Regions from separate parts of the Hordeum vulgare genome. Here region 2 is linked to region 1. Evidence: chromatin contacts called from public Hi-C data. All regions are on one chromosome and are shown on one strand. Each heading gives the region's core, a stretch centred on a gene start, on an enhancer-like site or on the middle of the called end of the contact. The rest is flanking DNA. Distances are from core to core; before and after follow the strand shown.

Region 1 (2,646 bases), core at 77-2,576:
AGCCTGGCGTTTCTGGTTCGGTCTGCAACGCCAACAGGTCTGGCGTTTATGCGCTGGGTGCAACGCTGGCAAGGACCCCAGCACTGCGGTACTGGACTAAGGAAACGCTAGGGAGCCTGGCGTTTCTGCTTTGGTCTGCAACGCCAGCAGCTTTGGCGTTTCCGCTAAGGGCTGCAACGTCCAGTAGACTGGCGTTGCATATAAGGCCTGCAACGTCTAGTAGACTGGCGTTTGGCATAAGGCCTGCAACGCCACGGCCTATGGCGTTTCCAAAAGGGTCAAAACGTGAAATACTTTCGAACCGAGTTCGTTACGTGATGAACTTGCGCCTTAAGGATCAGTGGCGGAGCCAACTATATGGCAAGCCTTGGCGTCCGCCACACCTAATTCTTCCGGAAGTACTTGGTACATATACTTTTCTTAAACAAAGTATAGACGCAAATGTTTATATGCACGTGCATGCACTCATCTCCATATATAAATGCACACACGCAAATCTTATCTCTATGAGCACAGATTGAACTGGCATATCATCTTGGAATTTACGGAGTCACTGTAGATGTGTTGTCATCGACGAAAACGTCTTCGTCCACTAAATGCGCATCGCCGGAATTATAGAAATAAATTCAAAAATAATACGAGCATTAGGATTTGAACTCTCACGGGTTGAGGATACAACTCATATACTAATGCGCCTACGTGTTGCATGCTAGTGGAGCTGATGTATTATGTATAGTAGCCTACAAGTACTTCACATTTATACAATATTGCCTGTGTGTTGGGTGTCTTCTTGACGGGCTTGATGTAATGTGCTTGCAACTTACCTATACCGAACTAAAACACAAATGCACAACAATGATCTAACCGGCCGGCTGCGAGTTGCATCGGCTTCCCCGTTTCAAACTTCCGGTGATTTTGAGTGTCAATGCTTCAATTTTGGATTTTGTGGTTGTATTTGCAGAACTCTAATTAATATATATCTGGTACTTTTCTGAGCTGTTGCATAGTTACATCATAGATGATTTTCTCTTTCATAAATCTTGCCACACATATAATGTTTTTCTGCCTTCGCCACTGTTAAGGATCAAAACAGTGAAAAATCCGCATGAACGGTGGAAGGGCGCCGGACTCGGGTCTCGTCGGACACTCTGCACTGCAGCCCGGTCGCGGCATCCGGAACAAACCCCAACAAATTTGCAATCATGCAACGCTATCCGGTACCCGGAGCACCGATGGACCTTTCCCGTGACCAATCACCAACCCACAAAGAGCACGCGAGAGATGGAAAATATCTTGACGCAAACGGCGCGGGAGCCACCGCGCAGCCACTTCGCGCGTACACGTAGGCACAGGAACGGTGGAGAAAAAAAGCAACGGGGACGTTCTTTCTAGAGCCGTCGCGAGCGCGAACCCCCGAACCTTCTCCAAGCCTCCGTCTCCCCTCTTCTTCTTAGTTCTTAACACTCGCCGCCCGGCATCGCCGCCGCAGAATCCCCAGACTACAGACAACCAACCGCTCCCCTCGCCCTGCCCTGCTCTGGATTGATTGATTAGCTCCGGGGACCTGCCCATCGACGGTCGGTCGAGGGATTCGTCGCTCGTGAATCGGATCGATGGACGTGGACGCGGCGCCGGCGCTCAAGAGGAAGGGCGCGGACGCGCCGGAGCTTTGGGTGGACGACGACATCGGCCCCGGGTTCCCCGTCGCCTCCCGCGCCACCAAGCTCCGCCGCCTGGTACGTCTCCCCTAGCAACCCAACCCAAGTACACAACCCGACTCGCTCCTTGCTCTCCCCTTCTCGGATTTGCTAATTAAGCGGCGGCTGTGCTTGTGTGTGTTTGGTTGTGGGTGTGCGCAGGACCCGGACGTGATGCCTGTCGTGCCCGGCGCGGTCGTGCTGCCACCGGGGACGCAGCCGCCGGTGGCGGGCTTCGGGGTGGTGGAGGAGGCGCCGATGTGCGGCGACGTGGCGGTGGTGCCGGTGGACGTGGCGCCGCCGGAGGTGGCGGCCAACGAGGAGAGGGCGATCGTCTTGTACCGGCCCGCCGAGGCCGAGCGCAGGCTGCTGCTCGGTCCGCTCCGGCCCGGCGGCCATCTCCGCGTCAGCCCGGAGTGGATCCAAGCGCTCGATGGTACGTGTGCCTCCGCGCTTTCCTCCGTTTCCCCGAGTTTCGTCGTTCATTAATCTGGGATCATCCCGTTCGAACTTCGGGTTCAATCTCATTGCTGTGATGTTCCCTGCTGGTTGGAACGACGAATCTAATCTGCGAATTGGTATGTTATAACGCAGGTATGATGCTGCAAGAGGCGAGAAACCACCGCGCGCTGTTCGAGGGGCTTGCCGGAACCGAGACCTCCAACCTGGCCATGGTCCCGTGGGCGCCGCCCCGCGCCGAGGGGGCGCCCACGGCCGCCGAGATGATGGAGGCCGAGGACGGCCAAGGCGCGTCCATGGAGGTCGAGCAGGACAGGGCCGACCAGCAGCTCCCAATGCCCCAGTGGCCGCAGCAGCCGCACTGCATGGTACAGCAGCAGCCGATCCCGGCGGCGAGCTTCCAGCCGAGCCCGGTGACGTGGTCATGGTGAAGCACGCGTAGTCTTGGCGTAGGAGGGAGCAGAATCCGTAGGTGCAGGTGTTGGTGTGC
Region 2 (2,646 bases), core at 63-2,562, 110 kb before region 1:
CATTTAGGTTTTTTCAGGATTGGTTTTCTTTGGTTTATCTTTTTTCCTTTGTTCCCTTTTCTTTTTTTTCGTTTCAATTTTTTAGGTTTTCTTTTTTCCATCTTCTTTCTCATTCGATGGTTTTGTTTTAAATTCATGAATTTTCTTCTTCAATGTCGATGATTTTTCAAATTTGTTGTACGTTTTTTCAAATTCAATGAACATTTTTAAAAATTTGATGATGTTTTTTCAAACTTGATGAACTATTTTCAAATTGGATGAATGTTTTCCAAAAATAAATTATTATTTTTCAATTTCGTTGAATAGTTTTCAGGTTAGATGAATTTTTTTCAAATTTGATGATTTTATTTTCAAAATTGATGAACGCTTTTTCAAATTTGATGAACTATTTTCAGATTCGATGATTTTTTTAAAAAAATTGATGAACTTTTTTATCATTTGGTGTACTTTTTTCGAATTCAGTTAACGTTTTTCAAGTTCAATGAACTTTTTTCAAATCTGATGAACTTTTTAAAAATTCAATGAACTATTTTCAGATTCGATGATTTATTTAAAAAAATGATGAACTTTTTTCTAATTTGATGATCTTTTTTTATAATTTGGTGAACTTCTTTTCAAGTTTGATGATTTCTTATCAAATTCAATGAACTTTTTGCAAGTTTGGTGAAGCATTTTTTAAAATTCGATGAACTTTTTCCAAATGTGAGGAACGTTTTGAAAAATTGATGAACTTATTTTTAACTTTGATGAACTTTTTTCAAATTATATGAACTTTAAAAAAATTCAAATCTGTGCTTATTTCGAAATTTCATGAACTTTTTAAACTTCTTGTTTTTTTTAACTGATGATTTTTTTGAATACATGAACTTCTTTTGATTTCGTGAACTTTTTTTAATACTTGATTTTTTTGTACATGCTTGTAACTCTTTTTTTTTTAATCTGAGAATTTTCAACTGTCGTTCACATTTTTCCAAAAACGGTCACGTTTTCCGAAACTGAATACAAGAAATTCGAAAATCTAAGCTATAGAGTAAATCGTACATTATTTTGTGCAAAAGATAGGGCGGCTACCATTGTTCTATGATACCCGCGATGAATTCAGTCACTAGTGCTAAATAGGTGTGGTGGTTAACCTAACACATTCACTAGTGTAAGGCTGCATATTCGATTCCAGTAAAATGGCTATTCTTTGGTTATTTTTTTGCTACAGAATAGAATTTGCGTCTGTGTCACATTCGTGGGCCAGCCCACGAAGCGTCAGTTCCCATTCGCGGCGCTGAAGGCGCTGCATAGGAAAACCCTTTGACGCGCTGTATGGCAAATTGTCACAGCACGGCACCACGCACAGGAGGCAGCCTGACTGGGCGGGCCCATCATGTTCCCCCACGGTACGAAAAAGATAGGAAAGGAAAAGGAGACTCGCGTGATCCTAGAATTCGAGTCGGCTACCAACTCCTTGCTATTGCGCGCTCCTAGCTACTCTAGTTAACTAGTATTGTTGATAGTAAACCAGCACATCACCTAAAGAACAAACCATAGACCAGCTAAAATGGTCTAGTGTAGCAAACCAGAATAATCCAGTGTAGCAAACTGGAAGAAGTATTGTAGCGAAACCAGAACCAGCTATTGTAGTGAACCTGAATTACTTATTGGGTTGAAAGTTTTTCTAATGTATATTTTACAAATGGGCCAATATTTCGTAGGCAGGAATATTTCTTGAATATGTGAACAAAAAAAATTAAATCGTAATATTTGAACAAAATTGTTTTGGAAAAACATAAATCACTTTTAGAATTTATGAACAAATTATGAAATTCTGAAAAAGCTGAAACCGCTGATATTTTTCATTTTTTTATGAAATATTTGCAAAGTGGGATTATTCATCATATTCAGAACAAAAATTGAAACCGTGAACATTTTTAAAATTTGTGAACAAAAAGGAATAGTTCATGGAATTCCAAACAGAAAACTAAAAACAAAAAAAATATCATTTTTTTGGACATTTCTTGAAACGTGAGCGATTTCAATTTATGAACTTAATTAGAAATTTGCAAAAAATGGAAGTTTCCCCGAAATTACAAATATTCAGAACTAAAAGTTGAAGCCGCAAGCATTCTTTGAAATTATCGACCATTTTTTGAAATCAGAACAGTTTTTTAATTTCCGACCAAAAATTTGAACCGTAAATATTTCTGAATTGTTTTTCAATTTGTGAAAGAATTTTAGAAAACAAACATATTTTGGAATTCCCAAAAAATTTTGACCTTCTGGAAAAACTTTAAAGACATGAATAAATTTTCGTACATTTCTTGAATATGTGAACAATTTTCTAAAAGCGTGACATTTAATTTTGAAAAGCCAAACAAAATTAGAAATTTTTGAAAATAAAAGAAAAATAATATCCACCAGGAAAAGTAAAAACTAAAAAATAAATAAAATAAGAAATGAAAAAGGAAACCGAAAAAAAAACATATAAACTTAAAATAAAACCATGACAAAACGGAAAATCCAAAAATGTCGTTCGGGAATATTCTAGAAGATTCCCAAAACAGGAGTTTGAACCTTCTGAAAAATAGGATCTGTGCACACGCTAAACAGCTAACATGACCCGGCCCACAGTTATCTCTTCCTTAGGGCATGAGCGTC

What was found. A called contact is a pair of places that touch in the nucleus more often than the background predicts.
Region 2: a contact with region 1 is called in a Hi-C map of seedling, with 3 times the contacts expected there. The contact joins the enhancer-like site here to the promoter of LOC123399518 in region 1. A contact is called at or near these places in 2 of 6 Hi-C or Micro-C datasets (leaf and seedling).

The regions. Positions count from the first base shown.
Region 1 is chr5H:481,591,004-481,593,649 of MorexV3_pseudomolecules_assembly, reverse strand. It overlaps LOC123399518, which reads left to right and starts at 1,326. Exons shown (of 3, transcript XM_045093921.1): 1 at 1,326-1,736; 2 at 1,860-2,133; 3 at 2,292-2,646. The coding sequence starts at 1,614. The coding sequence ends at 2,587.
Region 2 is chr5H:481,703,892-481,706,537 of MorexV3_pseudomolecules_assembly, reverse strand. No RefSeq gene overlaps it. Among protein-coding and RNA genes, the nearest start is that of TRNAM-CAU, 35 kb to the left of the region's middle. Within about 2 kb of position 1,312, at least 3 of the 3 cell types and tissues checked have open chromatin away from gene starts, as enhancers often do. A contact at or near this core is called in leaf and seedling, where this site is marked.